3 separate regions of the Pan troglodytes genome follow, and all the other regions are linked to region 1. The links are chromatin contacts, called in public HiChIP or PLAC-seq maps. All regions are on one chromosome and are shown on one strand. Each heading gives the region's core, a stretch centred on a gene start, on an enhancer-like site or on the middle of the called end of the contact. The rest is flanking DNA. Distances are from core to core; before and after follow the strand shown.

Region 1 (3,138 bases), core at 629-3,128:
TACTTGGGTTAGCTCTTTGAAATTAGCTTACCACTCTCTTGAAGATTTTTCAAGTTAAAGCAGGCATGGATAGTTTTAAGGATATTTCCAGGTACTCAGCTTCCATATATACTGTATTCCATACCTCTTAGTCATCTTCAATCTTGGCATTGCCCAAGGGCATAAACATTTCAAAACCATCAAACAAAAAAAACTTGAAATTATGTACAGTTACTGAGAGACTGGATAAGTATTGGACAATAAATCCTTTTCAAAATCAGAATGGCTTATGGGGTTTTGCTTTTAATAAAATTTCAGAAGACTAATGGAATTATCAGTTCATGATTATAAACCAGTTTTGGTGACAGATTACTATATGATTCTTGAGATACAACTAGACAAAAATTGAGGGACACTTTTAACAAAACTTTTCATTCCTATGTACTTATTTCTCAGCACTTACAGCCTTAAGAAAATGGAAGAGAATCAGTGTTAAACTTCATTGTAGCAAGAAGTTAGCATTCATGTATGGATACAGGAACTAACGGTGCATGGGAAGCCCATCCAGGTCTTAAAGAGATGAATTTTCAATACAATTTTATTTTTTATATTTAATAATTATCAGTATTGTGATACATTTTATTGTGATCAATTGTGTAGTACTAGTAATTTTAACAATTTAATCCAGAAAAAATAAAATTCTATGAGCAGGAAATATAAATTTCCATTTCTATACTTCTTTCAGCAGTATGATAGGATGATCAATAAGACTTTCAAGTATGAAAAAGATAACTGAGGTAAAATTCTATCAGGAAAGTAGAATGAAGATATGATTTAATGAAGCAAGTCTAAGAATTCTAGGGAGGAAATTTGGGTGTGGTCACTGACACATGTAATTAAACAAAAACAAGTAGATCATATACCTACTAATATTTTGAGGGAATTTCACTGCCAAAGAAACAAACATTGGATATTCCAACTGCTAAACAACTTTTGGACTCCTGCTACGGGCTGCATTCACCCCCGCCGCGGCCACCCCCAATTCACAGACTGAAATCTAACACCAATAACTAATAATGAGACTGTATTCGGAGACAGAGACTTTAAAGATGCAATTAGATCAAAATGAGGCCTTTAGTTCAGCCCTAATCCAACTTGACTAGAGTGCTTACAAGAAGAAGAAATTTTTTGTGGCGGGGACGGGGAGGGGGCGGCGGAGAGATGATTTTAAGAAGGAAAAGTAATGATGTAAACTTACGATTTTTAAGAGTTTTTTGTGGGGTTTTTGTGTGTGTGTGTGTGAGATGGACGATGGAGGGTACCATATTACTGTAGTGTTTCGATTCAATTGGATATATTTAACTTGCGTCATTATTTACAATTGCTGAAAATTAACATTTTTTTCAACTACTTAAACATTTTAGACAGCAGCTTGATGTGCAAATCCAGAATGAGGCAGGGTGGGATGGGCACTGGGCGTGCGTGCAGACGCTTGGGCAGCGCCGGTTTCGTTAGAAAGTCCCTTGGCAGGCCGCCGCTGTGGCCCAAAGAGTAGGAAGCCGTTCCAGTCTCACGTCCACCTTTTGGCAATATCTGAGACCTTGTACAAGAAACACTCTTCCTGTCTCAGTTTAGCTCATTTGTAAAACTGGGAGACTACTGCCTTGAGGGGTTGTAAAGAAAAGAGAGAACGTTTGCGAAGCGTCTGGTGCACCTTAAGCAAGAGCGGGGAGCGCTACTGTAGACTGCAAAGCAAAGGAATCCCGACCCAAGGCAACGGGACGGTTGCGGGGTGACTCTGCCGGGTCTCCAAACTCCCTGGCGCCTGACCCTGCCTCGAGGTGGCCTGGTCCCCAGGCCATTCCAGACCCGCGCCCCGCCCGCGTTTCCTTGCGCGGCTCCGCCCCGGCCGCAGGGAGGCGCAGCGGCCCTGGGAACCCGGATCCTTCCGGGACGCTTCGTTGGCCCCGCGGAGCCGGCGGAGCAGGTACGCTGCAGGGGCCGCCCTTAGTTCTTGCCCGGAGCCGCCACAGGGCTTCGGGAGCCGGGCAGGGTGGGGGAAAGGGATGGAGTCTCGGCCTGGGGCGGCGGGGGCGGCCCAGAAAAGGCCTAGCGTCCTGGGCTGTGTGGGTGTAGCGTCCAGGGCACGTCGGTCTCTATGGCAACGCTCCACACGCGGAGGTCGGGTACGGGTAAGCGTCTTGCCACCCACCCGCGGCCGCTTTTCCAGGGGCGGCCCTAGGGGAGAAGGAATTTTCCTAATTTGGGGGCTTCCACCCTTTGGTGCCACTTGGGCGGGAGGGTCGCGGGCCTCCCGAGGGCGAGTCACCCCCGGCCCCAAGTCCGTATGCGTCTCTCTCAGAACCCGATCCTCCGGTGTCTGCAGCCTCTCCTGGCTGCGGAGCTGGTTCCCAGCCCCCTGCAACCCAGTACCGACTTCCCACCCTGACATAAAATTATTCGAAAACAAGCCCCCTGCTCACCCCATTAACAACAACAACAAAACTGTATTATGCCCTAACTGTAGCATAAAGAGGAAATAGAAGGAAAGCAATAAGTAAGAAAGTACATATTTCAATCTGAAAATGCTTGGCACTACTACCCTTGGAAAATGTAGAGAAGTAGCCAGTAGCCGCGCCTGGGGAGTCGCCTGAACGTGACGGCAGCAAATGCAGATTGTTGGGTCTCCGGGACCAGGAGCAGCGTGGCCAGTGAAGCGCGTGGTTTTCCCAAATGGTGAACAATTCTTGGTAAACCTCCAAACCGAAGTGCAATCAAGCCTTGATTTACATGTAGTTGCATTCCTCGAAAAAAAAAGAAGCGTTCATTAAAACTGCAAAAATACTTAGCATTTCGATGTAAAATAGAGTTTGGTTCTAGCCACAAACGGATTTTTCCACGCACAGGAATGTATAGGAAGACTCTCCAAGATTGTAGGGCCGCGGGGTAATCCTTTATTGTGCGGGACTGTCTCTCGAATCGCAGAATCCTACCATCTCAGGCCCCAACCACCTGTAAACCTCATGCCTCTGAATCTTGGGGAAACAGCTTCCCCACCCCCATATATTTCCAGAATTCCCCCTAGGGGGCAGTACGTCCCCACTAAGAAAGGCTGAACTATAAAAGTGCACAAGCCTAAGGACATTCCTGCTTTATAAA
Region 2 (3,092 bases), core at 234-2,733, 540 kb after region 1:
TAATATACTCATCCTAGTTATACTGAAGAACCTAAGACATGAACAAACCTATCGAGCTCAATTGTTGAGGCCACACACTATGCTAAGTGCGGAAATGACTATAAAGACAGCAATGAGCACTTTGTTGCTCAGCCTCTCAATTTTGAGTCACCAAGAAAGGATACTTTACCTCTGCATGATTTGAACTTATATTAAGAAAACCTACTTACTGTAAAATCCCCGTGTTATGTACCTCTACAGTGTTCTTTTGTAAGAATGCTTACATAGATTTTAGCAAAGAAACAATTTCAGATAAATTATCATAATACTATCTTCAAGCAACATTACTCTAGAAATTAGCTTCATCAGCTTTATTCCTGCATATTCAAGGAAATTCAGTTAAAGCGAAAACGCAAAACAGAGAGAATATTTGAAGGCAGAACAACTAGTTCCACTTCTGCAAATTAAGCAAAATTAAGCAAAAATAAAGGAAACAGGCAAAGGGAAGGAACTCAAGAGCTATTTGCAGCAGTGATCCGTTACAAGTTCTACGCGCTTCTCCTCGAGCTCCAAGAGATAAGGAGGGGAAAGGAAAGAAGGCACCACGCAGAAGCCTAAACTTACTCTTGGTACAACTTAGAATATTCACTGAATTCAGCCTAAGATGTCTGGGTTATCTGGATTCAGTAGGAACGTCTAGGAAGAAGGAGTGGCATTTGCTTTCTCCGTTTGAAACCCTGGGAGCTGTACAAGAGTACCCCAAACCCCTTGGTTATCTTGCAGAGGCGGCTCAGGGCATCGTTCCCCAAGCACACACCTGCAGAGCCGGGCGGCTCCTCCCCTCTTTCCTTCCTGTCCTCAGGGATGGACCAAAGTCCCTTCAGCGCACCGTTAGCCCGAGGGCCACCCGGCTCCCGCAGGCACTACCCAGCCCGGGGTGAAGCCGGAGCGCTTGCCGCCGTCCCGGCTCCGCTTCCCGGAGCCACACAGCGGAGGCGGCGCGCAGCTGGACACTGGCACCACCAGGATGCGCATTACAATAAAACTTGGGGTAGCAAGTCTACACTCGCGCCGACGTGGAGGCACAGCCCCTGACGCGGGCTCGAGGGCCGTCGGCCCGTCCCGCCCCTCCTCGCGGCCGAATGGCAGTAGTCCATACCTGTCCTCGGAGACGCTGATGACGCCCTCCTCTTTGGGCACGATCACGGCCATATTCACCACCTCCTGGGACCCCTCCATCCGCTGCAGCAGGATCGGCTTGCGGGTCAGAGGCTTGGGCTGGATCTCCGCCGCCATCGGAGGAGGGGGCGCGCCTGGGGCGCCGCCGCCAACCGCGCCGCGGGGCCGGGCTGAGGAGACTGCTGGAGCACGGACACAGGTTGAGACAGAGACGCTGGCTGGCCGGAGCGGAACGCCGGAAACCGGCGAGCATAGCCTGGCCGCCTCTCTCGGGAACGACTCCGCGCTCCCTGCTTCAGGCACCAAAACCGCCACGACCTGGGATGCAAGCCGGCGCCACTACCAGAGGAGGGGGCGGAGCGCCGGGGGGCGGAGCCTGTGTGGGCGGGGCCTGCCGCAGGGGGTAGCCGCTGGTGGGCGCGAGGGCGGCTCCACTTCCGGGAGGGTGGTGAAGGAGGAGGGGAAACCTGGAGCAGGAGGAGGGGAGACCTGGAGCAGGAGGCGGGGATCTGGTATCCCAATGCGCGTGCGTCAGTCCCGCAAGCCCATTTTCACCCCTCCCCTCCGCGACTCCCCGGGCGCTGCAGCACCACTAGGACGCATGCGCTTTCCGTTCCCCGCGGTCTTCTCTCTGCCTTCCACACCCAAGGTTTAGGCTCCTCCCTCTTTAACCTCCGGTGAACGCGCGTATACACACCCCTGGGGACGCGCTTGCCAGACGCCACGCCCCTTCGAAATTCCCTGAAAAGAGGGCGGAGGTGAGGCGGGGAAAGGAGCGCCTCAGCAAGACCGGAAAGAGAAGAGGCCTGCAGGAAGGAAAGCCGCCCAACTAGTTGGGACGTGACTGGGCATGCGCGCGGGCTACCTGGCCTAGCGGTCTTAACAATGAAGCGCGGCGGGAGGCCGCTTACTGCTCCCAACATGCGCCAGGCCCAGGCTGCCGCAGGGAACCCAGTGGCCTCCTGGGAGTCGTAGTTTCTTGAAGCCTCCGCCCCCTTGTCCTGGAATGACCTATCGCCCACTTCTCTGCGCTATGGGCCTGAGGAGCTCAGCGGCCTCCAGGGCCATTGGCCAAGTCAGGACCCAGACTTGCCTCTATGGGAACTGAGGGGCAGCCCCCAGCTGAGTAGGACGTCACCACTCCTAGGGTCAGACTGATGCTCGGAATAGTGGCACGGAAGGGACATGGAAAGGAGAGAATCTTTCATACAGACATCTTCAAGGGAGCTCAGAGATCATATGGGGTGTCTATCCCCTCGTTTTCTTAGATGGCTAAATTACACAGCCAAGGTTACTTTAGTGCAAAGTTAGGGCTAAACAACCCCTCCTTCCCTCCAGACTTGAACCCAGACCCGTAGTGCTGGCTTCTTTCCATTTCCCCAGCAATCCAGCCTTTTTAGCTTGCTCCAGACATAACGGACACAGTTACTGTAGTTACTGACTGAATGTTAGGTGCCTACCAGAAGGCCTGGCATGTGGGGTTGATCGTGAAGACTAAGCTCTGCTTTTTTATCTTGCCCAAATTCCTATCTAAGGGGTCTGGGGAGTCATGGCCTACAAAAACCATAAATTCTCATCAGATGGGTTTTGACCATGTATGTCATGACTTACTTTCCAGTCTGACTCTGGCGTAACAAGGAAGAAAATCAAAATGTTTTACCCCAAATTGTATTTCCTTGCCATGCCTTAAAATTGCCCTGCAAAGTCTCTTGTGGGAAAAATCCACATTCTATATCCCCTTTCCCCTTTGTTTTCCTTCCTTCCTTCCTACACCCAGGAGATAACCAACTAAGAGCCAGGCACCGTTTTAGGTCTGGTAAGGAACATTTTACAACCTGCTGTCTCTAAAGGCTGCTATCTAAAAGATTCCTCTGCACAATAAAACTTGGTCTCCACAATCCTTTACCTTAACCTGAACATTCCTTTCCGTTGAT
Region 3 (3,066 bases), core at 33-2,532, 670 kb after region 1:
TCAGAAGTTATACCAAGTCACGAGACTCAGATTTTTAAAAAGTGCCACAAAGTGTCTCTTCTGTGTCAATGTTAATAGAACCCTTTCTTTAAATGATCAGTAGGCAATTTAAGAATTTCCGGATAAAGAACAAACTCTGGAAAAACAAAGCTAGTGGGAGAGGCCCTGTAAATACCTACCTAGTCTTACAAGGGCTGTCTCTAACTCAGCTTGTATTTTAGGCAGCGTCTTCAGTTTTTCAACTAATGTGTTTGAGAAAACTGTTTTCCTCGGACATGCAGGCGTGGACTCCTTACTTCAGGTAAGGTGACAGCAGCTTGACAGAGAGTGCCTTCCCTCCCACGGCATTTGGGACGAGGCTGAAGGAAAGACACAGGCGGGGTTACGGGAAACCCATTCTCTGCGCCATCTGGGCAAGCTGAAGTCAGTTTTTCCGCTTTCTCACGAGGTAATGGATTATCATGGGCTCAGGTACCCTTCAGCTCTGAAACAGGTATTCTATGGCTCTAAGTAAACACGGCAAGAGACAGGTTATTTCTTTGGTAAGATCAGTTGTATTTCCCAGAGAATAAAACGGGCAACAAACCATTTATCGATATGTGAGTCTTCCCCTAGGCCCTATTTGGGGTTGGATAAAGAAAAAGAGGGTTTGCTTCCTTTTTGGCGGGTCCTCCAATGACAGGGCTCCTGGCCCGCTGCGGGTCCAACTCCCACCTCTCGTGGCTCCCCCGAGGCCGAGGGAGGCTCCGTGCGAGGACAGCCCCTCAACCGCACTCCCCAGAGGGAGCGCTGTGACTCGCGGAGGAGATTAGTCCCCGGTCATAAACAACCTCTCACTTCCCCTCCCCCGCCCGCGCCCGCTCGCGCCCGCCCGCGCCGGGGCGGCCCTCCGAGGCCCAGGAACCTCCTCCGGCGCCCGCGAGGCCCCGAGTCCTCCTCCGGAGGGCGGCTGCGGGCCTGCCCTCTTCTCCTAACCAGCTGTTTGTCCACTTTACTCAACCTTTCTTACTCGTCCACGCTACGGCCACCTCACAGGGGCAGCTGACGCCAGCCCCTTTTTCCCTCCCCTCGACCCCTATCACCTCCAACAGCCAAGGAGAGGCCAGCGGCCCTGACGCGCAGGCTCACCGCCGCGGCCGCCCCGCGCGCGCGGACGCGGCCCCCGCCCCCACCTCGCGGTCCTTCCGCAGTCCGGCCCCGCCCCTTCCCGAAGCCCGCCTCCGGGTCGGCCCGCCCGCCCGCTCGCGCGCACCCGACGCCCCACCTCTGCGCGTGCTCAATAACTGTCCCCGGAGCCGGCCTACAAGCTTCCCCCGCCCCTGAGCTGTTTAAATATGCTAATGAGAGGATAGGTCCTGACCAGTAGAACGGCGAGGCGGTGTATCACGTGGCTCGGGGACGTGTCAGGGGCGGAGCCTCCGCAGCCCCTGCCCGAGTTAAAACCGGAGTGTGAGAGAGAAAAGCGCTTCAGTAGCGAGAGGGGCTGAGAAAGTGGTGACACCGCCGGGGTGCGGAGGGAGTCCCTGAAACTTCTCCCAACAGCCCCAAGGCCAATCTCCCCTCAGCCCACTCCCCTCTTCGCCAGCTCCCAGGTCCCCACTCCCTGTACCGGGGGTGGGGTGGGGAGCCAGGCCCGTCTCCCGCTGGGACACACACAGGGGCCGGGAGCGGGGACGGGACCCCCGAGGCGGGGGGGACGAACCGACAGACAGACGGCTGGGCGCCCGCCCCAGCGGGCAGGCAGGCAGGAGGAGGCGGAGGCGGGGGTACGACGGGGAGCACTGGGTCTGGGGAGTTTCCTCTCAACTATCGGGGGAGAAACTCCCCGCAGCCGGAGGAAAGACCCAGACAGTGTTTTCCTCCCGGGGGCCGTGCTCCCCCGCCCCGCGTAGCGGCGGTCGCCGCCACCGGCGCCTCCACCTCTACCATCTCCTCTTTCTCCACCACCTCGGGCCCCGGTGTCCCCGGCCAGCACTATGCCCATCTTACTGTTCCTGATAGACACGTCTGCCTCTATGAACCAGCGCAGCCATCTGGGCACCACCTACCTGGACACGGCCAAAGGCGCGGTAGAGACCTTCATGAAGGTACCGACTGACCGAGCCCGGGCGGCGACCCCGGCCCGGCGGCCCACGGGCGGCAGGGTGGGGGAGGGCGGCCGGGGCGGGGGTGTCGGGGACCTGACTGCGGGAGCTGCCGGGCTCGGGGACCCCCTCCCCCACCGCGCGGGCGGGCGGGCGCTGCGAGCCGGGTTCGGCCGGGGCCCGGGCTCCGGCCCCGGGCGGTGTGTGGGGAGCGATCTGTGTGTGGGGGACGGCGTGGAGGGGTGGCCGCTGCGCGTGCGGTACTGTGGGGGCGGCGGGGCCGCTGGGCGCCCCTTCTCCGCCTCGTAACCTCGCCTCTGTGCTTCCCTGTCGCCCGCCCTGTTCCTCCTCCCGTCCCGCAGCTCCGTGCCCGGGACCCTGCCAGCAGAGGAGACAGGTATATGCTGGTCACTTTCGAAGAGCCGCCCTATGCTATCAAGGTAACAGCCCTCGCCCTCCCCCTTTCCTCCCTTCCCTTCCCTGTTCCTTCCTCGCTCGCCCTCCCCGCCCCCCCATTCACCCTTCATTATGCTCCCCTCCCCCACCCGCTGCGCTCCCAGCCGCTGAGGTCTCTTCCCTGCGGGCTCCCACCCCCTCCCCCGCTCGGCAGCGTCCTAGCGCGGCGCGGAGTCGCGGGGCCACCGCCGTCCCCTCCCGGCCCGGCCCGGCAGCGGCGGCGGCGGCGGCGGCGGCGCTGCTACCAACATGGCCGACATTTCCCCTCCGCGGCGTGAGCGGCAGCAATGAACTGTGGGGGATATTTATTCAAGTTAGCCGGAGTGACAGCCGGGCCCGGCCGCGCACAGCCCCGGTTTGCATTAAAGGGGAATCGGCCCGGCCGGCCCGGAAGCCAGATGCGGGGCTGCCAGGGTTGGTCTTGTCAGATTCGTCCTAAGAGGGCCGGTGGGACAGCTGCAGGTTAACTTCCTAAGTCCGGCTCCCATCTGCTTCCACTAGTACCTTCACATACCCAAATTTTGGG

What was found. HiChIP or PLAC-seq counts read pairs in DNA pulled down with a chosen protein or histone mark.
Region 2: an H3K4me3 HiChIP or PLAC-seq map of stem cell-derived excitatory neurons shows a contact between it and region 1, with 4 times the contacts expected there. The contact joins the promoter of WDFY2 here to the promoter of NEK5 in region 1. A contact is called at or near these places in 1 of 7 Hi-C or Micro-C datasets (stem cell-derived neural progenitor cells) and 1 of 1 datasets of contacts at active chromatin or transcription factors (stem cell-derived excitatory neurons).
Region 3: a contact with region 1 is called in an H3K4me3 HiChIP or PLAC-seq map of stem cell-derived excitatory neurons, with 6 times the contacts expected there. The contact joins the promoter of INTS6 here to the promoter of NEK5 in region 1. A contact is called at or near these places in 1 of 7 Hi-C or Micro-C datasets (stem cell-derived neural progenitor cells) and 1 of 1 datasets of contacts at active chromatin or transcription factors (stem cell-derived excitatory neurons).

What each region holds. Positions count from the first base shown.
Region 1 is chr14:57,712,603-57,715,740 of NHGRI_mPanTro3-v2.0_pri, reverse strand. It overlaps NEK5 (NIMA related kinase 5), which reads left to right and starts at 1,878. Exons shown (of 24, transcript XM_009427003.5): 1 at 1,878-1,966.
Region 2 is chr14:57,169,807-57,172,898 of NHGRI_mPanTro3-v2.0_pri, reverse strand. It overlaps WDFY2 (WD repeat and FYVE domain containing 2), which reads right to left and starts at 1,483. Exons shown (of 12, transcript NM_001280241.1): 1 at 1,139-1,483. The coding sequence starts at 1,275.
Region 3 is chr14:57,038,366-57,041,431 of NHGRI_mPanTro3-v2.0_pri, reverse strand. It overlaps INTS6 (integrator complex subunit 6), which reads left to right and starts at 1,282. Exons shown (of 18, transcript NM_001280238.1): 1 at 1,282-2,087; 2 at 2,447-2,524. The coding sequence starts at 1,977. It also overlaps the pseudogene LOC134808201.